Regions from separate parts of the Mus musculus genome. Here all the other regions are linked to region 4. A link is a contact called in public HiChIP or PLAC-seq and promoter capture Hi-C data. All regions are on one chromosome and are shown on one strand. Each heading gives the region's core, a stretch centred on a gene start, on an enhancer-like site or on the middle of the called end of the contact. The rest is flanking DNA. Distances are from core to core; before and after follow the strand shown.

Region 1 (5,108 bases), core at 568-3,067, 710 kb after region 4:
TCCTGTGCATGTCTACAGCCTCTCTACTCAAGAGGGCTCCTGATACCTAGGGGAGACAGCCTCATTATGACACAAAGGCGGTTGGACACAGGTGCCTCTGGCTTCTTTCTCATCTCTAGCACTTGGAAGGCTTGTAAAAAAAAAATTCAGTGACTTGAAACTATAAAACCTGGATCTTCTTCATACCATAGACTGTACTCATCAGACAGATGTTCCAAGATTCCCAGTGGATGCCCCAAACCTTGAATGCTACCAAACCCTTACATACCAGGTTTCCCTCTATATATACACACATGTACAAAGCTTAAATAGAACAGTACTATCGCCCATTCATGAAACTTACATTAATATGACCCCAGTCTCTTGAAAGAGATAAGACAATATCGGGATGATGAGGACTGCAGACTTGTAAATGAGACAGACCACTGGGCAGCTCCTTCTTTAATTCTTGTGTTTGATTCCTGTGCCTCATGAGAAAAACCGTCATCATCTTTGTTTTACAAAACTGAATGTACCTGCTGCCTGTAACATAATGTTTTAAAGAGTATCTTGTGGCGTGACTCACCTGGCTAATTAACATATATAGTGTGCCTTGTGTTGCTTTCTATTTGTGGCGAGAACATGTAACACACGGGTTCCTTAGCATTTTCCAAGAACACATTACAGAGCTGGGTATGACTCCATGGCAAAACATTTGCTTAGCGTATTCTTAGTTCCAGGGTCAAGAACTGAGAACAGAATGTTGTCCAGGTAAGGTAGTACAAACCCACTAAAGGAGGGCTCCTTCTGGTTACAAGGGGGGCATCTCTGGCCTGCGTGGAGACCTAACATTTCGGTTAGCCTGTGTCAATCACCTAGCCAAGGGACCACCCTTCAGGAAGGCCATGTCACCCCTGGGATTCCCAAGATCCCACCCCTAGCTGCATGTCGCTTTATAAGTCTATCTGCTTTCTGAATCATTCAGAAAATCCTAGCTTCCCCTCCTCATTTCTGTCTCATGTCTTAGGATGCTTTGCCAGCACTTTGGGCTTCTTCAACATTGTGGTCTGCCTTACTCTTTTTCTAAAGCCTCCCTCTCTGCCATGTGGCTGCTTGTCCACATGGCCAACCGTGGTTTTCCCTTTCTCTCCTCAAGTCTTCTCCTCTCTGAAGATGCAGAGGTGACAGCTTGCCTGCTCGAAAGGGATGCTCTCTTAAACCCTGGTAAAACTGTCTCAAAGCCGTATGTGTTCATCCATTCTTAAAGTTTTAAAGGTTTTGAAAACCATGCGCAGGGCTATTTTGCCTGGATCTGTGTCTCTGTCTCACTTCAGCGTTTGGTACGCACAGGGGCTAGAAGAGGGGTCAGAGCCCTTGGAATCTGAGTTACAGACAGTTGTGAGCCATTATACACGTACTGAGACTCAAACCTGGATCCTCAGCTCCCAGTGCTCTTAACCACAGAGCCACTTCCTCGGCCCCCTTTTAAATTATTTTATTAAAGAGACTAAACGCCCCAAAGTACCATCTGGTAACCAAAGAGAGGCTTCCCAAATGCCAGTAACAATAGTTGGACACACCATACTCCTTACCACAGTCTTCGAGTTACCATGCGCAACGGTTCTGTTCACATGTTCACATGTAAGATTTCCATACTCGCCACTGATTTTCTGAACATCGGTGAACTCTAAGGGTATTCCTGAATGTAGTCTGGGAGAAACCGAGTCATCATTACACTTTGACTTTATAATAAGAAATCAAACTTCTGGGGCACCTGCTCTGCAGGACCATCGTCCATCTCCGATTTATAATACTGTTGTCCATAAGATGGGGCCAAAGAGCCACAAAGCGTAACACCCCTCTGGAAGAACCAGGCTGCTTCAAGGGCTAAATCCCTCCATTTTCTGGAAAAAAAAAAATGTGACAGAGATGGGGTGGGGCGGGGTGGGGGACCCCTGAACTTGGCTCCCGTGGGTCTGTCTGTCTTTCCTGTTTCTACCACCCAACTGACAGTCCACAAGGGTGAAAATGGATACGGAAACTGTTTCACCTGGAAGGATTTCTGCCAATTTTTTAAACACAGAGAACCACAGAGAAAGTAAACGAAGAGGCTCCAATGCGCGAACAACTGTCAGTGGTATTTACGAGGGAATAAAGCTCCGGCCATCACAAAAACCCAGATTGCCAGAGCTCTTGATCGCCGGTTTTAATCAAAATGCAGCCAGCTGCCTGTGTTTAATGTTAATTGTGGAGTTCTGTATCTCAGCCAATCACTGCACTTCTGAGCTGGCACCGTGACAAAAACAAGCCAGACACCAAATTCTTATCCTGACTCATTTGGCTGAGGTGGGGTAGGGTGGGGTGGGGAGGGGTGGGGTGTAAATCACTTACAGGTCTGGTCAGTGTTGGTATGAAGGACTTAGCTGGTTTTGTAATGCTAAACAACCTCTATGCCTGACATTTTCTTTCCGTCTTCAAGATGCACCTGCAGTGCAGTTAGAAACCTACAGAACCCGCAGTTCGCACTTCCTGCTACCAAAAGGCCATGTAGCATCTTCGTGAGATAATGTTTTTATGTTGGGGTCCACTATTGCCCAGAGAAGCTGCTTTGCTTTGTAGCTTCCTCTACTCCCTGACCAGTGCCCTGGGTTGTAATTTAGAGAAGTTTCCCTTTTCTCTCAGATTGCTTAACACTCCAAGCACCCAGCCAATCCCCACCCCCACCCCCACCCCCACCCAGCGGGAGGGGTACCTCTGGTCTGGAAGGTAAGCAATGCAGATGAGCTGGAGTGAATGGAAATGTCCAGCAAGAAAAATAGAACCCCTTTCCAACTTCCCACAGTCCTGTCCTCTCTCCTCATCTCCATAAATGGTTGGTGAAATAGATGTCTTCCTGACAGTCTCTAAAGGAGCTGCGGGTTTCTAGAGTTACCTCAGGCACGTGGTGAGTGCACAACGAAACCTTCTACAGCCTTGAGCCGGACTCAAAGAGATCTGACAATGCAAAGACAGTGTCAGTGATTGGCCGCGATGCTTAGCAACTAGTTTGTCCCTCTCTGGTCTTTTACATATAGACTGTAGTTAATATTTAAACAAATGTAAGCAGACCCACGGGTTGATTAAATTAAGTCTTCTCCAGCTCGATTTACATAACTTGCAGTAATCAGAACGGGGAGAGAGAGAAAGTGGAACTGGGCAGAGAGGTACACTTTGCAGTCGTTTGGAATCAGGAGTAATTGCAGCGAGCTTCTAAGTTCTGCTGTTATTGAAGGAAGGCCCAATTGGCTGAGGCTAACTGTAATCTCAAAATATTAACAGATGTGAGTTGCTGAGCTGGCAAGTTAAAGTCTTAGATAAACAAGCAGGAAAATTATAAACAAGAAGAAAGAAAAGCTGGGTTAAAGACCTGAAAACCTCATGGAGATTCACCGTGCCACTGGGTTCTAGCCTAGCCCCCGGAAGTACATTCATTTAGCCAGTGCTAACTTTGTTTTACCGCAGAAGCCGACTCTCTTTAAGACAACCCCCATCACTCCAACCCTGCCTGCATGCCTTTATACAGGACTAATCCACCATACAGGGCAACATCAGACGCCCTGCTGTCTCTTTGCAAATTGGACAGCAGCACACACCTCAGTTGTCTTAAATTGTACCTTTCCAAGCTGTTCCCTGATCACCTGCGGTCTCAGGGACAAGAAAGAAAAGAAGCCACGTGGCGGGCACAGTGCCACTGCCGGCTACTTCATCCCCCCACCCCCAGCTCACAGCGCCCGCGCGCCTCCACTACTTCCCAGGAGTTTCTCAGAAACGGAAACAAAATTAGCCCTAAATGAAGCACCTTGACTGGAGCAAAGAAACAAAGGCCAAAGGTGGAAAGCAGGAAGGATGAAAGCAGCGACTTCACCGGCCTTGGACGGGTTCAGTAGGAGTTTGAGGTTAAGTAGACGTGGATAGTTGATGCAAAAGCTGCTGCACAGTCTTCTCGGTCCTGCAACATTCCGGTCTCCCAGCAACCCCCAGGGGGGCAGCCTTCTCCTCTACAGCTCCTTTACCGCAGGAAAGGGAAGTCTTTCTTAAGGCAGTGGCCAAGAGTTGTGCAAATTGATTTTATAGGTTACCTATCAAAAACTAAAGTTAAGATATTCGACTTTAAGCCAAGCCTAGCTACACAGATCTTTTTCCCCCTCTTTGAATTTTCGAGACAGGGTTTCTCTGTATAGCCCTGGCTGTCCTGGAGCTCACTTTGTAGACCAGGCTGGCCTCGAACTCAGAAATCCGCCTCCCTCTGCCTCCCGAATGCTGGGATTAACACAGATCTTTAATCCCAGCATTTAAGAGAGGAAAGCCGGAGAACCAAGAGCAAGCTGTCAGGGACCTGCGCCCACGTGGGTGCCTCATAATCATTTGTAACTTCGGGGATCCACTGCCTCAGGCTTCGGAAGGCGCCTGCTCTCCTCTCTCTCTCTCTCTCTCTCTCTCTCTCTCTCTCTCTCTCCCTCAGCTCACTGTCCAGGAGGTAAAAAATGATTTGTCAAAATTAGAGCAAAGAAAGAGCTGAAGGGTACTGTAGATCATTAGGTTGAAAACAGGCACACACACACACACACACACACACTGAATTAAAAGTAAAAGGAGTCTTTTCTAAAAGAAAAAACAAGTTCAAGGTCAATTTTATATTTAAAAATTAAAACTTAAAATAATAAGCAACAGGCCTGGAGAAAGGTTGAGCCCTTATTCTTGCAGAGGGCCCAGGTCCAATTCCAATCACCCACGTGATAGCTCCCAACCATAACCATCCATAGCTCTGGTCTCACCCTCTTCTGGCCTCCTCGGGTACTGTATGCACGTGGTGCGCAGGCATATGTGAATGCAAACACTCATACCCATAAAAATAAAATAATCTAAGCAGAAAAACATTTGAGTAAGAAGCAGTAAGTTGGTCCTAGTTTGCATCTCTGTTGCTGTCATAAAACATTGACCAGGAGCATTGTGAGGGGTGCGGAGGACCGGGATATATTTCATTTGCAGCTCACAGTTTATCACCCACCAGGCCGTTTCTGCATCTCCCTGTATTCTCTTTATGCAACTTCTATCTCTCTGTTTATCAATGGAACTTGCCCATGTGGCAG
Region 2 (4,699 bases), core at 1,833-4,332, 890 kb after region 4:
TAGAGTTCTGAGCTTTAAAATACCGAGATTGGACTCAGTTCTCCAAAAACACAGTGGTTCAAGGCTGTGGCTCAAACAAATAGCCCTTCAAGTCTCAAGTTGTAACCAGTGGATGAAAGTGACATGTCCTGATCACTGGGGCCTAATTTCCTTTGAGGCACTTGCGTTTCGAAGATTGCTGAAGTGATTCCGTTCTGAGTTAATGCAGACCCCGGGGAGGTGGGTTATTATGTAAGGTGCCTTCTTAGGTCCACCTTGCTCCCTGCTTTAAGGCATGATGGCTCAAGACACTGGGAAGCTGGGCTGCAGTGTGAGCGCTGAATTACTTTTCCAGGTTAACAGTATTCTTCCCTCTCTATGAAGGGGTCTGAGCACCTCAGGCTGGACGCTATCCCGAAGGGGAAGGCTCCAGACACATATTGTGTCATGTAAGTCATTTTCTGAAAATCTTTCAAAGGTCATTGAGGGCCGTGTGAGCTTTCTACTTTTGTTTTATTAGTGTATCTGCGTGCATGCACATATGTGGGAGTGAGAGGACAGGGAATCCTTGGATTAAACTCATTTCATCAGACTTTTGAGGCAAGCCCTTTGACCCACCGAGCCATCTTGCTCACACACTGTTTAGTAATTCTCAAAAACCGGGCCCTGTTTTAGATTGTAGTTGTAAATCACTTTCTCCCAGGGTGTGAGGGGACTCTCCACAGCGGTGATCTTACTCCAGCCTGGCGTGCACATGGTACTGTCAAAACAAGTAGACTATGAGAGGGGCCTTTTAAGGACCGGAGAACTGGCGATAGAAGAGGGGAGGGGGACAGTCAACTTGCCTCATCTTCAGGATAGGAAACATGTTACTGGGTTTAATAAGGAGCATGGCTCTGATTAGCCACACTGTCTCAGCCAGGCTGCTTGTGGAGCTTTCTGTGAACGTTGTAAGTCACTGCTAGTGGGTCTGGCCTCAGATTTAGATAGACTGGATGAAGTCTGACTTTAAGTTTAATGGTTTCTGTGTATTCGTGTGTCGCATACGCATGTGTACATGATTTTCGGTGAACTTACTTTAAGCCATTTCTAGGGCTAGGGATTGCCAGGCTCAGCGTTTATATGGGTGCTGAGATTATGAGCTCAAGTTCTCACATCTGCGTAGCAAGCACTTTACCCACAAAGCCATCTCCTCAGCTGCTGGGTCATATACATATAACTTCATGCTCATGTGTGATTTTCCCATATGCGTGTCTGTGTACCTTGTGCATGCCTGCTTTCTGTGGAACCAGAGGGGGGTGTTGGATGCTTTTGAACTGAATCCACATGTGGGTGGGTACTCAGAACCAAACACAGGCCCTCTGGAAGAACAGCAGTACTCTAACCACTGAGCCACCTCTCCAGCCTCTTCACTTTCTTTTCAACTTTTACTTTTGAGACAGAGTCTCACGTAACCCAGACTTGCCTTGAACTCTTGATCCTTCTGCCTCTGCTGCCAAGTGCTGGGAATCACAGGAGTGAGCCACCACACCCAGCTCAGGTGCCTGATTTACGCTTCACCGTGAGTCAGACATACCTAGGCAGCTTATTAACCTGAAGATTACTGGCCCTGGGAGCTGAGTCAGAACCTACGGCCCTGGAAACAGTATTCTTAAAAGTCCCTCCTCCAGCCTGATCCAGCTGCTGATTGACTTATCTGCAGCAGCTCGGGTACCTAAATCTACCCGTACAGGTGTGTTATTCACACTTAATAAATAGAAACACTTGGGCTGGGGAGATAGCTCCCTGAATAAAGTGCTTGCAGGGCAGGTTTTCCAACCCACTCATGTAAGTGAACACAGGTATGATGGCAGGCACTTGTGAGCAGCGCTGGGGTGTGGTGACAGGCAGAGCTCTGGAGGTCTCTCTAGCCAAGCAGCCCAGCCAAATTGGCTAGCTTTAGACCAGTGAGAGATTGTTTCAAAGGAAAAGGTGGACGGAGTCTGAAGAATGACACTCCAGGTTGTCTCAGGCTGTCATACACATGTACACATGTGTGTTTGAACCCCACATTTGGGCAGGCACATACAAACATAACCAACACATGTGTGCACACATGCACATTAGCGCCCCCCCTCCCCGCTCTTATGTGTTTGTGATGTTATGTAACTGGGGTTGGTGGGTGGCTATGTAAACCATGCGAGCTTGGAGCTTTCTACAGTACTGCTTCTGTCTACTGAGTGTGGCAGTTCAGCCTTAGAAACGCATGTCTGATAAATGCTTGAGGAGGAAGAGGATTTGGAAACCACTGGTTGTCGGGCTCAAAGCCTGCCATAGCCTGTGTCAGCTGGGGCTCTGGTCTCAGGCTGTGATTTGTGGGAAGGGCTGAGAGAATTACTGTTGGGTCCTGTGTCATTCTAGACACCTCTTCAGCTTTCTCTCTAAGCCAGAAGCCCCCTCTTCCAGGCCATGGGTCTATTTCCTCGCTTCCTGCCTGGAACAAATTATGGAAATGACTCTGCACCTGAGAACTACTTTTCCCCACTGCTTGGTGCATGCATGCATATGTGTGTGTGTGTGTGTGTGTGTGCGCGCGTGCATGCGCTCTTTCTCTCTCTCTCACACACACACACACACACACACACACACACACACACATACACACACACACACCTTGCAAAAACAAATTTCAAGAATACAGTGAGTGCATTCAAAATGCAGGCGTTTCTTCTCTTTAGAGGAATCACTCTAGGTTTTACTTCCAGACTTCTGATGCACATTTTATTTCTGGTAGTGTTAATGTGTGCATTTCTGGATCTTCCTTAGCTAGGACAGCTTAGAGACCTCCCTTGGGCTTGCTTTCCTCACAGCTGTTTACCTCTTATCTCAGGCTCCATGCTGCTGCTGCTGCTGTTCTTTGCATACCTGAGTCACCTGTTAATATTTTCTTTGTTGATAAGGGAAGAGTCCTTGTCTGTTTCAGGAGAGAAGGCCCAAACACGGATGATCAAATGGCACCGGGTCTTAAGGACTTGACCTCATTTTCCCTCTGGTCCCAGTGTGAAGCACACTCCATTCTTGTTTTATTCTTTTCTGCTTGGTTCAGACTCTGTGTGTGATCCTAGCCTGTCTAATTATTAACACAGAGAGAGAGACAGCACAAATTGTTGGGTAGCCAGGGGGTAGAGAAGTCTTGTCTAGGAAACCAAGTTTATCACATCTCTAGTGGCTTTGGTGTTAGGTGGCAGTGTGTGTCATGGCTTACCTCTGGGAATGCCACCTTCCCATTGGGCCGTTGCTCTTTTTAGTTCATCTCATTTACTATGCAAATAAAGAGCTCATCACACGTGGTGTACGTATGACACATGAGCAGACCACTTTTGCTTCCCACAGACATCAGCCTCTGCGCACTTCCCAACGAGAGGAGTTAGCAATGTCAGGGCTGAGATTTAGGCTGCTGACTTCAAATGTTGACTTGCCTGTGCACATGTACGGGTCCTGAGTCCCAGAGTCAGAGGCTGGGAGAGAGCAAGGATACATACAACACTGAGCAAGGGTCTCTGAGGTTTTATTTTCCTCATCTAAAGTGTCATGTTCTCGGTTTGCTTTTGTTGCTTACATGGCGCACTGACCCCTAAACATGCTGATAAGGGAAGAATAGGTAAGAGAACACTCCCAGGGTTCCTCTTAGTTTCAGTGAAGCACACTGGAACACGAGCCTTCTGTTTGCCGTTGAAAGTTTAGCACTTGAATTTCAGGTTGGACTGTCCGGCACATGAAGGAAGACGCAACACCTCATGCCAATGCCTGTTTTCTGTAGGCCCCAGAATAGAAGGCATTGTGCCTTCGGTACACACGCATCCAAAGCCAACAGTGACTTAATTGTACCCTGAGAACAAAAGCCGCTACTTGGGTCAAGATGGGGCAACTTAAGACTTTTCTTTCTGCAAAATCAGTGGCTGGGAACACCAGCGCAAACATCTCAACTGTTGCTGGTATTTGCTTGTGAAATTCTGATCCATGGCATGGTGTATTCTAGAACTTAAAGTGTTGCGTGCGTGTGTGCATGTGGGCGTGTGTGCTGGTGTGAGAGCATTTGTCTAGCATGTGGGGAGTCTGGTCCTGAGTTCAATCCCAGTATTGCAAAAAGAAGCACAAATAAATAATTTAGATCTGGGCTGGCAAAATGGCTAAGAGCACTGGCTGCATTTCCAGAGGTCCTGAGTTCAATTCCTAGCAACCACATGGTGGCTCACAACCATCTGTAATGGGATCCAATGCCCTCTTCTGGTGTGTCTGAGAGCTACAGTGTACTCATAAATAAGATAAATAAATAAATCTTTAAAAAAATAATTTAGATCTGGTGTTGTGAGGACCAACTCTGAAGATACACAGAATCTAGTCCTTAAACTTGTCTCCACCCCACCCCCACCACACATGCAGTCAGACATTAGACAGAAGGAGGTTCAAAGTGCAATTGGGCTTTTTCCTGTTGTCCAATCTGCCTCTTTGTGGAAGCTCCGGAGACACAAATTGAGGGTTGTGTGGTGAGGCTGCTCATCTGCCCGCCAGCGCTTCAGTTTGGGTGAAGTCAATTTGAAAGCCTCACACTGTTCGCAAGTATAGCCATCAGCAGGGAGTGTGTGGTCACTCAGGCCAGAACATGGAGCCCCCCAGTGTTTCATCGGACATCTACCACCTTTATCTTTTGTCTCTCCGAGGTTGCCAGATGCCACTGCTG
Region 3 (4,867 bases), core at 282-2,781, 690 kb after region 4:
AGAGCTGCCACACCTGATATACCAGTTTTAAATGAGTAAAGGAGTTGAGGGAATATTTTTCAGAAGAAGACATGCTGATGGCCTGTGAGCCCATAGAACCATGCTCCACACGGCCAGGCATAGAGAGAAATGCAAACCAAACCACAGAGGCCACCGAAAGCTCACTCAACAGCAAAGATAAGACAAACAAGGGCCTGTGAGCATGGTGGCCAGAGATTAGAATCCTCGTTCTCCATCTTCAGGGACTTTAACATTCGTGCAACAATTTTGGAAAACAATCAGAAAATTATTCAAAATTACCACAGGGCCGAGCAATGCCACTCCTTGGGGTGTGTTAAACACGTGTTCACACAAGCACTTGTACAAATCCCCAAATATCCAGCAGCTACTCAATGAGTAAGTGGGCTGGACCATACAGTTGAATATGACTCAGCAAAAGGAATAAAGGGCTGAGTCATACAACAGAGATCTGACCACAGATGGCCACACATCATACACGAGAGAGTCTATAAGAACTGGCTGTGGGAGCAGATTAGTAGTGGACAGGGGCTGAAAACGGACAGTCTTAAAGGGTTTCTTTTACGGTGATGAAATATTCAGAATTGAACAGCAGTGATGGCTGCCCAACCTTGTGACCAGATCACAAAGACTGAACTGTTCGTTTTTACCAGGCCAATGTTACTGTGTAAGATCAATCTCCGTGGAAATGTTGCTGTACCCGGTCCTGCTCTTCGGTTGGATTCTACGAAACTGCCTTTCCCCAACTTTTCCGACCTTCCCATCTACCCCAGGCAGTGAACCTGGAAGCCAAACAAGTTATTAATTTTATAAAGTTGAAGTAAGCTGTGTTGCCGAGGGCTGAAGGAAACACAGCTTAAGCCCTGAGCAGAACATATATATCATGAATTAAAGCTAGAAAGGGCATGTAAACGGCACCAGTCATGATGAAAGACCTCGGCTTCTCAGAGGTGTTTTCAGAGCAGACATGTTCCCTGGGTGAGGAAAACAGACCTGTTTTAAATGCAGAGAATTTAATCGTTTTGAGCAGAGCTGGCTCCCTATGTTCTTGCCTTCTTAGTTTGCAATGGTCTCTCCATCCGGATTCCCACCTGAATCAGCTAGGATTGTGTGAGTGCTAGATGACAGAGGGGAGCTGAAAATGCTGGAACCCTTCCTGATGCAGACAAAGGCTGCCAGCCCGGCAGCATCATAGGCCTGTGGACAGCAGAGAAGACCCTGGACCTGCCCTAATTCCTGGATTCCTCGGTTACCAGCTGTCCTCCTTCTGGCTCCCCACTGAGGACAGCACCCCAGCCTAGCGGTTGGTCTGAGAGCCGAACTGCCCCTGGCATGTTGTTACAGTCACAAATATAGACAAGCAAGGCAACTTAAGCAGGCGATAAGAGACAAGAAGAATTAAGGAGACACATGAGCCTTCTGCTCAGCTCTTCAAGGCTATCTCACAGCTGAGGGCTTGCAAATACTCCCCTGCCTTCCCGGAACATTCTTGGCTCGGGAAGCATAGTTCAGATTCCTCCAACAGGTTGCCCTGGAGCCACTTCCCCTTAAAGGAGCCGTTCTCACGAGCAGCCACGAGGCAGCTGCAAAGGCACAGGGGCCAGTGAGCACGGAAGACTTCTCCTTTGTTCTTCTCCTCACGTTGCCACGTGTTCACTAACCCTATTAGCTTCAAGAATTACCAACCAAAGGGTTTTGAGAAATAAAAGAGACCGTAAGAGCCCCGAACCCCAGCCCAGCTTCCAGACAGCCCCAACTTCCATTTCTCTGGGGAAACACATCTCGTCCTACTGAGGCATCTCTGTAGTCTGACAAAATCTGAGCCTTTTAAAATGCAGATATTTTATTGTCCACAAAAAAGGTCATTCAGTAAACTAAAGCCAGAGAAAGGAAATGGGGAGGAAAAAGCGTGAGGCTTAATGAAAATTAAAGAGATGAAAAAAAAAAAAAATCCCTCCCAAAGCTACTTTGCTGGATTGTATGCAAATAATCGGAAACACATTTTGCGGACTCAGCCACCCTTGAACTGCACTTAGTGTCCTAAGTTAATAGAAAGATGCTCAGCAAACGTTAAACTGAAAACAGCAAACATGTCTGGGGTTCTTCCAGACCTCAAAACGGCTTTAAAAAAAAAAGCTTAAGATTTCATTCTTCCAAAAATATCTAGATGCCTTAGGATAATTTCCCCTGCCAGTGGTGACTAAACCAGGAGGCATCGGCAGCTCTCCGCATAGTTCAATCTGGATTCAGTTACTGGGAAACTTCCCACCCAGCCATATTTAAGGCAGGCACTTGCCTACCAGTTCAATGGATCTCTTTTTTTTTTTTTTTTTTTTTTTTTTAAGAAATGTTCTATGAAGTGGTACTAAATATAAGTCCATTCAAAAGGTCGCTAAGTGCCTCTTCTAGGAAAGAGGAGAAAATGACGTTGGAATTAGAAGAAAAAGGGGGGGAAAAAAACCTTCTGTCAGTATTGGACTCCCCCACAGTCTTTGTGAATTCCTCTGGACTCCACCCTGACCGGTTTATGCCTGAACACACAACTCACCTGTCAGCTGCTGCAGCGCCTCCTGCTACAGTGAACTATTTCATACATGGTGAATATATTGTGGAGAACTTGAAGGTAAAACCAATGAATTCTTAAAGTGGCAGGTGGTTCATCCTGGTGTGCTCACATCAGATGTAGTAAAGTGCCAATCATTCCAACAGGGTTCAACGCTACACACCAGCATCTTGGTATCCAGGCTCCATGTGCTGTGTTATTTTGTTTGATGCCTTAAGGGTCTACACAGATTAGCTAAACCAAATCACTGGCCCCTTCCCAAGGCCAGAAATGAATGTGTGCTATGTTTCCCTTTCCTTTTACTGCACAGAGAATGACAAAAGCCTGGGGAAGACAAGGCAGGACAGATAAGTAGTTCTGTCAACTACTTGTAAACGTTCCTCCTAAGTCAGGAGTGCTCCTAGGGGTAGCATCTGGGCACTGATAACCTTGAATCCAGACCTTTAAATGGACTCTGCTATGAAGGCACTGGTGAGGTTTTTCATGACTTCAAGTTTGGTCTACATCAGCCAATAATTGAGAACCCTGCCTGGTTGTCAAATGTTGCCTGTAGCTCCTCTTTGGACGGCAGTCCAAAGCAGATCTGGAGTCAGCCAAGAATAGTGAATTTAATGAAAGGGCACTAAAACACTCTAACAGCCAACCTAACCTTTGACCCTCAGATCCCACCCCATCCCTGATGTTTCAATACATCACAGCTATAGCAAACTATAAAGGACAGGCTTGCATTCACTTTGGTGAGTGTTGGTGGTTCTGGCTAGCAGCACATTTTATTACAGTTTCACACTAACCACAAGGGGGCGGGGGTGGGTGGGAAACACTTGAAAATGACAGAGATAGACATCTACCAAGGAGTCTGACATCCACCCTCAGAGATGAGTATGCCTAGTTTTTATCTTTAATATAAAAACTGGCAGGGAGATGACCGTTCCTAGACATTCATCTTTAATATAAAAACTGGCAGGGCAGTTTCATTGGCTGGGTTCCAACAGCAAAGCTATCTCCAGGTCACCCTCCGGAAGCTGGGGCTAAAGCCCGAGACCATATCTGCCAGCACTGAGACCCGATCTTGCTTGCCTTGAATCAGTGCTGAGGCGCGTGAGCACACACCCATGCAGCTGGTCTACTGGGGTTTCGGGAACACAAAGCAACTTGCATATGATTGCCGAAGTACCGAGGAGACTGAATCTTCCAAAGTCCGCAGTCAATGAATCTACCTCACTTGCTTTTCTATGCTGTGCCTCTGACAGTGCTACCATGAGGAGATGGGAGTCTTCCCACATCCCTTTTAATATAAAAAGGCTTGAAAGTTATGCGTAATCCACTGAAGGTAGGGAGGTTGTGCTGTATGGCTTTACAGGCTGGATCATGGCAAGGTGACTTCACCAGCTAGGACATAGAAGGCTGGAGCCACCATGCGAGAAGCCTGACAACTTGCATACACTCCAGCCTACAAACCTAGTATCTTAACTATGCCTCACATACCACACCAGTGAGTGAAGGAGTTTCTCAGTGCAAAAATAAACTGTCCTCGCAGCATCCTTGCTTAATCCGTGGCCCATGGGGACCACAAGCATCCCATGATGGTTAAACTTAGCTCTTGAGTGCTAGTGTGGGGTGGTACATAGCGGTAAAGACCAGAAGACAGCAGCAAGTGGCATAGTGGCTAAAGGCATATGCCCCCAAACCTGACTGCTGAGTTTGATCCCCAGAGCCCATGTGGTGGACATAACTATTCTCTAGGAGTTGTCCTCTCATCTATACATATGCACCGTGCATGTACCCACACGTGCACCAAAGTGAGTGTAATTTAAAAGTTAAATAACTGAATAAATAAAAGCAATTCTAAGAGTAACAATAAAGTAACTATTAATTCCTGTGACTGAACGCTCTGAAACTCAAACGTTGTTATACTCAGCTGATCTCACCCTAACTGGTGGTCCTTGCTTTCAGATGCCCTGAGTTTCTACCTGTCCCCACACCTTTGCGACTTTATGACTTTATTTTGTTGTTGTTGTTGTTGTTGTTGTTGTTGTTGTTCCAGCTGAAAGGCTTCCTTTCCCACCTAGAGAATGTCCACAAAGTCTTGTGCTCAGTGAAAGGCCGTCTGATCGTCCCCACACTGCTGTGGCTGCTCCCTCAGAGTATCTGCACATTACCATGGGACTCCCAGCCCTATGGGAATCCCGTGCCACCCTTCTCCCTCAGGAGAGCTAAGCTTCTGGTGGTCAGAGTGTGTGTGCTTCAGCTTCTTCAAGGCCTGGTCTAGAAGCCTGCGGGAGGGCA
Region 4 (4,601 bases), core at 148-2,647:
TACCAGACACTTGAAAAACAAGTACGAACCACGACGCCTGCCAACAGCTGTGCCTATGAAAATCAGGGAAAGGTGATTCTAGGACCAAGCCTAACACCACAGACTCTACAGCTGAGCTAGGCAGCGCGGCAGAGGGTGTGAATTGAGATCTACTATACATAACGAAACAGAAGATTACAAAGCACGACACAGGCCAGGACTGTGCAAATGAGATGTTACTCCTGGAAGGAATGGCCTACGGAGGGTGCGAGCCAGGCAACTCAATTATTTCTTCTCATGAAAAACAGCGGATCATGATAATGTATGCTTATGAGGTAGAAACGGGGGCAGAGGGGGGGTGTGAGAAGGGGCGGGTCGAAATTTCCCAAGTAACATGCAATAGGCCAAATGGTGATTAAAAAAAAAAACAAAACAAAACTAAGCAAGCAAACAACGACAATAACAACCACCACCTATCCTGTGCTCGACTTTTCTGGAATTTATTACTTGTAGGAGGATTCTACTCTATTCTCAGTAAGATGAGCATAGTTTGCACAATCCTAGAATCCATGACATACCTGCGGTGACGAAAACTAGCTGGTCCCGGAGGGAAAAGCAACACAGAATGCAGTGTGATTACTGGGGCAAACTGAAGGGCCAAACAATGACCTATCCTATAAACAGATTATCTCACTTGTTCACGACTCCCTTCTATTTTGCTTCAACTAACTATTGGCAAGAGCCCCTCTTAGGACTCTGGGTGGAGCGGATTCCGCGGTGGCGTCTGGACCGAATGAATCCCGGTCTCACGCTGTCCCGATCCTCTGGGGCTGACGCCTCCTGGGAGGTTATGCGGAGCCGCGGCGTTCCCTGTGTGACCTTTCTCCGGGAACGCCGTGACCTCGGCGGCAAACTGCCGTCCTCCGCCCCGGCCGCCCGGTGGCAGCGCACACAGCCCGTCCGCCCCATCGAGCTCCGCGCGCGGCCCGCCGGGAGACCCTAGTCCGCGTCCAGGCTCGCTCTGCACCCCGGGCCGCCGCCGCCACCACCTCCCTGCGGACGCCGAGGTGACTCACCAGTGTGAGGGCCGCCCGCGTGGGCTGCAGTTTTCTCTTGCTCACAGCCCGCACGGTGGCGCGGACCAACGACGCCGACATGTCCACGTCGCGGCACCCGCAGCCTCCGGCTGGAGCGTGGGGACTCAACTTCTCTCCATGGACACGGCGGGCACTTTGACGCCACAAGCTCCTGCGCAGGCGCCACAGGCCCCGCCTCCCGTCGCCCGTCCCGCTCCACCATTGGACAGTCCGGGTGAGTGACGGGCCGGGCCGATTGGCCGTCATCACTGACGAGGCAAGGGAGGTGACCTGTGACCTTGCGGGCTTCGCGGTCACTGCGCTAGCGGAAGTGGGATGGCTCCTTCCGTATGGCGTACACTAACGACAGACCCCCCGGAAGTGGGGACACGGCTCTGTGACTCTGGAGCTGCTTCGATAGTAAAGCAAGCGGGTAGACACCATACGACAGGTTTCCAGTTATTGAAATGTCACTCTTGTGTAGCAGTTTGTGTCAAGAAAACTGAGCACGTACGTAGCTACCAGCCTCGCATGGAAGCACGGGCATGGTGGCTCTATCCGAGCCTCTGAGAGCGAGCGCCCTGGGCGCTACGTTAGCATCGGTTCTTGAGTCCCGATCCCGGGCCCCGTGCACATTTGGCTAGCCTTTCCTGCTAGCCGGTCCCATTTGATTAGCTGTGCGCCTGTCACCACGCCTCGGCTTCCTTCGCGGCCCGTGATGACGTAAGAACGGGAGCTCCTTTATCTCGGAGCAGCAGCTGGCCCCGTGCGGGAACTGGGTGGGCGTGGGGAGTACTGAGGGGTTTGCTACCCCTGATCGCCCCCTTATGGTTCCAGGAAGGCCGAGGGAGGGAAATGGATTCGGCCTCAGGTCTAGACGGAAAGAACAAGTGTTTTCTTTTCCAGTGCGATCTCACTGGTCTGACTAGAAGGGGCAGTTTCCCCGTCCGAAATGGGGACTTTGCCATGCTGGAACACTGACAGAGTAAGACAGACATTGTACATTCTGCCTAGACCTGCCCAGGAGCTAAGAAAATGTTCTGACCCTTTCTTCATAGCTTTACAAAGAGTGGGCACACCATGTTTTCAACTCTATTTTTAGTGTCTGAAAACTGTGAACCCCACTCGGTCATTGATCTCTCTCTTGCAAGGATTTTGTTCCACTTGGGAAGATATCCTCTCCTTAAGATAGAAGCCACCTTTGAAGCAAAAGAAAAACAGACTGATTTTTTTTTTTTTTTTTGGTTTTTCGAGACAGGGTTTCTCTGTACACTGAAAACACATCTTTTACATCTTTTACCAGGAAGCTTGCCAAAGCAGTTCACAGTGAGCAAGAGACTGTTAGAAGGTGAAGATCGGGTGTTCAGAACTCCTGCTGTAAAAACTGGATTCTGAGTTTCCGCTGTTTTAGAACAGAACAGGGCATCGGCCCTGGCCCTGCGATCGCTTGCAGAGGAAGCTTTGACTTGGCCATGGCTGCGAGCCTGCTATCTTATCCGCTGAGAAGCGTGCCTCACTTGTCTAATGGTATCAGTATAAGCCATCAAAAACACCAGGCTGCTGGGCAGAATTTTTTTTAAGAATCAAAATGTAGGAAACCTTTTTAAGGCTAGAAGAAAACATGACAATTCTGTTTAATTTTAGGGGTAAGTACACTCCTCTCCCTCAACAACCGACAAAACATCCAAGTAGAAAATAACTACCAGGTATAAAGATTGGCCTGGCTGCGTATTTCTTCTCCGTTCTAGGGGCAGAGGGATAAACAACACTAAGCGCTTTTTCAGTAGGCGTGGCACTGTTCCAGCCAGAAAGCAGCGCTGTCACTTCACAGCCAGAGGCAGGAGGAAAGGAAGCAGGCCAGCAGCTGAGCAGGAGGAAAGGAAGCAGGCCAGCAGCTGAGCCGTCACGTAGCAGGGAGGCCCCGGTTGCACAACCCATGAGTTTGATGGTCACCATTTTTATTTTTTTACCATGATTTCCAATTTCTTAATGATTTCCATTTTGACATGACTCTTTCATAACTAGACTATGACCAGTCTAGTTCACACATATATGCCTCTCGTGAGTCTCCCTCGTTGTGCCAGTGTCCTTAGCAAGCTCTCTCTCTGCCCCCCAGTCTCCTGCTTGCACACCCCAGACCCGGTGCACAGCTATCAAAGGGGAACAGCATGGGCACCCTATTAAGGAGATGTGTACTGTCAGCGCTTTGGTTGACTTTTCTAATGACTCATAAGAAAATAATGTGGATAAAATTACACGTTCAAAGTTCGATTTTATTTCAAAATGATAAATAAACCGGCATAGTTCTGACTCTGTACTATTTCAGAAAGGCTTGTGAAGTTCATTAACAGTTTAGAGAGGGCTCCAGTCAGACCAGAAGGTTGCCAATCAAACTTGTGATTGGCAGAGACAGCAGCCTCTTTGATCTTCAGAGGTTTGTAAAAGCTCTCCACCCTAATTTCTGTGTATCATAAAAAGTAAAAAGCACTTTTATTCTGTCCTTTTCTCCTTTAATTTTTCTTTTTTAAACCAGCAAAAAAGGACTACTTATTTTTATGACTTCATTTTTATGAGCACAACAGTTCTGTCAATTACTTAGAGAAGGAAGCCCTCAAAGATGTGCCAGTGGTGCTGTGGTCGTCCACCGAGGCCCACACTGACAGGTGCTTGCATTCCATGCTATCATTTCTACAATGAGCCATGAAGAATGCTTGTAGACCCTATGTACAGCAGTATAGTCCACATGTCCTTGATGTGCGTCCATACCACGATCCAGGAACAACAGAGAGAATCCCCTCTTGGAAATCAAAAAGGGGATGTGTAGGGAAAGAGGGCTAACTCCTCTGGTGAGCAGCACACTATTTTTAGAGTGCTTTGAAAGAACTAAAATCCATGACGCTGTAGTCATTGAATTCTGGCCCTCATATTTTTCTTTTAAGTTGACTTTCTATTAAAATCTTCAAATCTCTGGAGATTGGTGGTATAGTTAGACTATATTAAAATTTTTCTTTTCCTTATTAACAATTTCATTAAAATTTAAAAAATTACGATGCCCCTCAACTGTTACGTTGAAGCCTGATCTGTGTCACTGTGTCCTGTGCCATGAACCTAATTTCCCAAGTGGCCACGGACACCTGAGTGGCATTTCCAGTGCTGCAGTTCCTTCCCTCATGATTCCTGCTGGGTCCTCTTCACTGAGGCTCTCCCCTGAGTCATATATTTACTGGAAAGGCTACCTAGGAGGGAAAACAAAATCCAACATAAACGAAAAGAATGGTGTTTGAGCAAAGTCACACAATACTTATTGTCAGTTACTGACAGACACGTGTCCCACCACAAAGGGCACTCGTCCTGAGTCGAGCAGTTAGGCTAGGTATAAACAAGTGCACAGCCATCAGAGGCACTGGGCAGTGCTTAGACACTGCTTCCTCAGTGCTGGTAAGGTACAGCCCCGAGGCTGTTCAATGCAGCCACAGGCAGGCACTGAGGCTGGAAGAAACATTTTGAAAGTTCTTTACATAGGATATTCTTTTTGTTTGTAGCTCA
Region 5 (4,678 bases), core at 970-3,469, 930 kb after region 4:
TGAAGTGAGGACCACTTGGCATCTCTTCTCTGAACTCTCAAGCTGATGTAAACCTGCTCTCTATACAGGTTGTGGGAGCTCCTCTCTGCTACCATCTACCTTGCAACAGAAACCGGTGTGGGATTCCCAGGGAAACTGTAAAGTGACTGAGATAGTCACATCCTGTCTTGGTTCTAAGCCAGCGAGTTCACAGCAGCCAATCCTGGCTCTCCAGTGTTCTGCTGCAGGAGAGGGAAATGAGGATTAACCCATCATGCAAAACAACAAAAAAAGTTGCTGCAAAAATAATCTTTGTTTTGTGTATGCAGGTGTGAGTGTGTGTATCTTTGAGTGTGTAATGTGTGTGTATATGTGTATGTATGTGTAGTATGTGTATATGTATGTGAGTGTGAATGTGTGGAATGTGTGTAGGTATACGTGTGTGTGTGTATGTGTGAAATGTGTATGTATGTATGTGTGAATGTGTTTGTGTATATGTGTATGTATGTGTGAGTGTATGTGTAGGATATATGTGTATGTGAGTGTGTATATGTGTGTGTGTGATATGTATGTATGTATGTGTGAGTGTGTTTTCTTCAGTGGCTTCTGCTGCTAAATGTGATGAATTGTCCTCTCCTAATATGAAAATATTACCTTTCATTTAGGTTTCTTCTTGTTGTTTTCATGTATGTTCTTCAGCAGGTGCGCAGAAGTGTACACAGCCTGAGGGGTGGTCAGACCCTTTGTAAATAGAGAAGAAAGGAGAGGGTGGGGATTGATCCAGATGTTTCTTCCTGTGTCTCAGTACCTCCGAGGGATTGCCATGTAATTGCATGGCCTCATTGTTATCTAACCACTCGCTGTCTTGCTAACTTCCTTTCTGATCTCCATGCGTGGGAATGAGATCTGGTTGTGTGTTCTGTGACACTGAGGATGCTTCTATCTACAGGAAAAAGACAACCCAGATCAAGCTGCCTTTAGTCGGAATGCTTAAGTACTGAAAAGTCCACTTACATAGTTTCAGGCTAGCATCAACTCAGCCACTCTGCAGTGTCCCACAGACCTGGTTTCCTTTCCTCCACTGCACGCCTGGCAGTGGTTTCCCTTAAACCACAAGCTGATCCCTACTGATCCCACATAGCTCAGCCACTTTCGAGTTTTATATATCGTTCAGTGTCTGTGAAGAGAGTCTCATAAAGACTGCCTCCCCATTGTCTGAAAGGTTTTACATGGGCCATGTGTCTGTCATTGGAGTTAAAAGAATACGGTGCACTGATTGGCTCAATCTAGATCCCATGATCCAGTTCCTGGAGTTGAAGTCAGCAACCCCGAAACCCAGAGATCCCTGGAAAGGGATTTCGACTGGGAGGAGGGTGAACAGGGTAAAGAAATTGCTCCTCCGCCCTTTGGTTCTGAGGACTGTGGATCTTGTTTTTCTGGGTGCTGTGGTATTTAGCACTGATGCAAGGAATGTCTCTGAAGGCAGACTCTTGTGTGTTCTCTACCAATATTATTCTTTCCGCCCCTCCCTCTTTTCTTGGTTCTGTGTCTAGACATGCAGAAGAAGAGTTTGTTGAAACAGGCCATGTGTGAGTGCCTGAATTGGGAGGGAAAAAAATTATAGACAGATTGGCTAGCTATCTATTTAATCAAATGTGTCAAAGGAAAGAAAGGAAGAAATAGAGAAAAAAGAAAAGGAAGGAAGGAAGGAAGGAAGGAAGGAAGGAAGGAAGGAAGGAAGAAAACCTTACTCTTTATGGCATTGCTCAGAGGGAATGGGCTCAGTAAAGCTGCACCATGCACAGTATGCCCACCTCCCTTGTTTATTGTCAAACTTTTGAACTTCCCTGATCAGTCCGTGTGTCCCCATGTTATGTCCTTGCCCTGATCCTGCTTTCAGTGAACCTTAAATGCTGTTCCATCTTTCTCTGCCAGTGGACAGTTCGCAGTTGTGAAGAAATGTCGTGAGAAAAGTACCGGTCTTCAGTATGCGGCCAAGTTCATCAAGAAAAGGAGGACCAAGTCCAGCCGGCGGGGCGTGAGCCGGGAGGACATCGAGCGGGAGGTCAGCATCCTGAAGGAGATCCGGCACCCAAATGTCATCACCCTGCATGAGGTCTATGAGAACAAGACAGATGTCATTCTGATCCTGGAGCTGTGAGTGTTCCCTGTGGTGTCTGGAAGAGACCGTGGGGAGGGCATGGGGCTGCATGGGCTATCGTTATCCCAATTGAGCCATCCTTGAGAGAAGCACTGAGCTGTGTGCCTGAGCCTGAGCTGCCTGAAAGATGCAGCTTCGAGTAACTAAGGAACACTTGATTTGCAGAGGGTCCATGAGTCTTGGGGCTCACCCACTCTGAAATTCATCTTTGTTTGCCATACTTAGGGGCTTCTCCGTAAGCTTCACGCGTATACCATACCGTTTTCCTTGTCTTTTTCCTCTCTCATTCCATCCTCCTTTCTCTTGTTTCTCCTTCCTCCTCCTTCTTAATCTTTCACACACACCCTGCTTTTAACTGTGGAGCTGTCAGCGATAATTACAGGAAGGATGGAGTTGAAGCTGAACGCTGAGACGTGATTCTGGGACTCTTTAAGCATGCTGCTGCTTTTCCATCTTGCCCATCTGGTGTCGTGGTGGGCAGCCTGATTGATAAGCATTGTTCTGAGCCAGTTCTGGTTTCTACCTCCTGCCTCTCCCTTTCCTGGATCCCTGCCTGCCTGTGCTGTGTGTGTGGGGTGGGGGGTGCGGGGGGGGGGACCCATTGCGATCAAGGCCAGCAGCCCACTCTTGCAAGAGAGAGGAAGAAGCCAGTCGAGGGTTCTCGGGGAGTCTCTGTAGGCATTTTGGATGTCCACTTGGGGAAAGCAGGATGGGTGGAGCTCATGCCCTGACAGCTGATCCGGGGTGGTCCTCAGGGACCACAAGTCCCATTCAATTCCTTGGAGTTTTCTAAGTTCCGGTGTGCCTGCCCACTGTTTGACTGCTCCCTTTCTTGTCTATAAATTAGATGGGCATACAACTCCTTTAACCTTTTGTGGTTTGGGGGGAATTCCTGTCCAGTCACATAAATAATGCCAAAGGAAGGGTTGCACAGCTATGGTAAAGTTAACAGGCATAGTCAGGTGACTCAGGACAGCCCCACAGCTCTTCCCACACTCTACAAAGCTCCAGTGTCCCTTGGGCTACTTTCTAACATACCCATCTCCACGTCCTAACCCCCAAATGTGCCAACAGAATGGAGCAATGTGTAAACTCTGAGACCTGCCTCCCTAACTCAGCGTGAGATTTGCACACATACTCTGTACTGGCTAGTTTTGTGTCAACTTGACACAGCTGGAGTTATCACAGAGAAAAGAGCTTCAGTTGAGGAAATGCCTCTATGAGATCCAACTGTAAGGCATTTTCTCAATTAGTGATCAAGGGGGAAAGGCCCCTTGTGGGTGGGACCATCTCTGGGCTGGTAGTCTTGGGTTCTATAAGAGAGCAGGCTGAGCAAGCCAGGGGAGGCAAGCCAGTAAAGAACATCCCTCCATGGCCTCTGCATCAGCTCCTGCTTCCTGCCCTGCTTGAGTTCCAGTCCTGACTTCCTTTGGTGATGAACAGCAGCATGGAAGTGTAAGCCGAATAAACCCTTTCCTCCCCAACTTGCATCTTGGTCATGATGTTTGTGCAGGAATAGAAACCCTGACTAAGACATACTCTATTCCTTTAAAAACTGCCTAGTAGCACTCTACCACCTGGATGGTAAAGTTTATTCTTCTATTGCCCAGTGGATATGTGGGCTGCCTCTAGTATATCATAGGAGTAGAGCAGTCCTCAGCACTCATAGACTCATGTGAACACATCTCCCCACCCCCTAGAGTGGGGTTGCTGGGGAATGTGGACATCCCACTGGGGACTGCCAGGCTTGTTTCCTGGAGTGTCAAGTTTCACTTTCCAGCCTCCCCAGCAGTGGGTAGCTTCAGTTTCCCTGCCAGCACCAATGTTGGCAGTGTTGATGTTTTTAATGGCACATATGTGGTTAGGTACCTGGCAGCGTGCAGCTTTGCTAATGGTGTGGCGACCTTGAGGACAGCCTGAGGAAGTTCACCTGGAGCAGCTGCAGGAAGTGGGAAGGAAGGTTATAAGGATGGTTCCCTCATCATGGGGTCAGGAGCATTTTCATAGATCCCAGTGGCCCCACATCATGTTCTTGCCATTTCACCTCAAGTATATGCGTAGCTTTGGTGGTTCTGATATGTGTTCCTGACTGAGCTGTAAGGCTGTTCAGACATTTGACGGCCCAGTTAGAGCAAAGTGACCAACCTCCCCTGGAGTAAGAGACACTTCTGGAGCTACCCTGCAGGCATCTGAGGAGATATCTCTGATGACCCCAGTGTAGACACTATTTTTCTGTTTGTGTGTTCAAAGCACAGAGGTCCGACTGTAGGCCAGGCTCTGCCCCTGTGTTCTTTGCAACCCTGAAAAGTAACTTTAAGTTGATAAACTTCTCTTTTGCCACTTGCTTCATGGTAGAACAGTCTGCTCACGGTAGAGCTACCCACTGTAGCAGCTCAGTGCAGAGTAAGCATGAAGGAGGCATAGGCTACATCCCGCAATCACCACTTCACATCCTCCACACACCATTGTTCTTGGAGTCATGCCGAGGCAGAGATCTCTTCTGCCTGGATTATTGCCCACTCACCTCACTGCACAGTG

What was found. Promoter capture Hi-C pulls out the DNA fragments that hold promoters and counts their contacts. HiChIP or PLAC-seq counts read pairs in DNA pulled down with a chosen protein or histone mark.
Region 1: a promoter capture Hi-C map of liver shows a contact between it and region 4, with 3 times the contacts expected there. The contact joins the enhancer-like site here to the promoter of Etohd2 in region 4. A contact is called at or near these places in 6 of 39 promoter capture datasets (the 3T3-L1 cell line, 3T3-L1-derived adipocytes, cranial neural crest and 2 more), 4 of 484 Hi-C or Micro-C datasets (3T3-L1-derived adipocytes, cortical neurons, muscle stem cells and 1 more) and 6 of 115 datasets of contacts at active chromatin or transcription factors (the NIH/3T3 cell line, astrocytes, embryonic forebrain and 3 more).
Region 2: a promoter capture Hi-C map of liver shows a contact between it and region 4, with 3 times the contacts expected there. The contact joins the enhancer-like site here to the promoter of Etohd2 in region 4. A contact is called at or near these places in 2 of 39 promoter capture datasets (frontonasal cranial neural crest and liver) and 4 of 115 datasets of contacts at active chromatin or transcription factors (bone marrow-derived macrophages, extraembryonic endoderm stem cells, hepatocytes and 1 more).
Region 3: a contact with region 4 is called in an H3K27ac HiChIP or PLAC-seq map of trophoblast stem cells, with 8 read pairs. The contact joins the enhancer-like site here to the promoter of Etohd2 in region 4. A contact is called at or near these places in 3 of 39 promoter capture datasets (the 3T3-L1 cell line and cranial neural crest), 3 of 484 Hi-C or Micro-C datasets (3T3-L1-derived adipocytes, cortical neurons and muscle stem cells) and 4 of 115 datasets of contacts at active chromatin or transcription factors (embryonic stem cells, hepatocytes, pancreatic cancer cells and 1 more).
Region 5: a contact with region 4 is called in a promoter capture Hi-C map of hippocampal neurons, with 2.5 times the contacts expected there. The contact joins the enhancer-like site here to the promoter of Etohd2 in region 4. A contact is called at or near these places in 3 of 39 promoter capture datasets (frontonasal cranial neural crest, hippocampal neurons and liver), 1 of 115 datasets of contacts at active chromatin or transcription factors (hepatocytes) and 1 of 9 other capture datasets (adipose tissue).

What each region holds. Positions count from the first base shown.
Region 1 is chr13:60,477,349-60,482,456 of GRCm38.p6, forward strand. No RefSeq gene overlaps it. Among named protein-coding and RNA genes, the nearest start is that of A530001N23Rik, 29 kb to the right of the region's middle. Within about 2 kb of position 1,818, at least 86 of the 459 cell types and tissues checked have an H3K27ac peak or open chromatin away from gene starts, as enhancers often do. A contact at or near this core is called in cortical neurons, embryonic forebrain, hepatocytes and 3 more, where this site is marked.
Region 2 is chr13:60,661,184-60,665,882 of GRCm38.p6, forward strand. All of the region lies in intron 2 of Dapk1 (death associated protein kinase 1), which reads left to right. Among named protein-coding and RNA genes, the nearest start is that of Gm35540, 22 kb to the right of the region's middle. Within about 2 kb of position 3,083, at least 21 of the 459 cell types and tissues checked have an H3K27ac peak or open chromatin away from gene starts, as enhancers often do. A contact at or near this core is called in extraembryonic endoderm stem cells, hepatocytes and liver, where this site is marked.
Region 3 is chr13:60,453,865-60,458,731 of GRCm38.p6, forward strand. No RefSeq gene overlaps it. Among named protein-coding and RNA genes, the nearest start is that of Gm35333, 22 kb to the left of the region's middle. Within about 2 kb of position 1,532, at least 113 of the 459 cell types and tissues checked have an H3K27ac peak or open chromatin away from gene starts, as enhancers often do. A contact at or near this core is called in 3T3-L1-derived adipocytes, muscle stem cells, pancreatic cancer cells and 1 more, where this site is marked.
Region 4 is chr13:59,768,569-59,773,169 of GRCm38.p6, forward strand. Etohd2 (ethanol decreased 2) reads left to right here and starts at 1,398. Exons shown (of 2, transcript NR_015349.3): 1 at 1,398-1,778; 2 at 2,359-4,601. It overlaps Isca1 (iron-sulfur cluster assembly 1), which reads right to left and starts at 1,221. Exons shown (of 4, transcript NM_026921.4): 1 at 1,056-1,221. The coding sequence starts at 1,136. It overlaps Tut7 (terminal uridylyl transferase 7), which reads right to left. Exons shown (of 27, transcript NM_001373962.1): 27 at 3,308-4,291. The coding sequence ends at 4,224.
Region 5 is chr13:60,694,317-60,698,994 of GRCm38.p6, forward strand. It overlaps Dapk1 (death associated protein kinase 1), which reads left to right. Exons shown (of 26, transcript NM_029653.3): 3 at 1,915-2,136. Among named protein-coding and RNA genes, the nearest start is that of Gm35540, 11 kb to the left of the region's middle. Within about 2 kb of position 2,220, at least 43 of the 459 cell types and tissues checked have an H3K27ac peak or open chromatin away from gene starts, as enhancers often do. A contact at or near this core is called in hippocampal neurons, where this site is marked.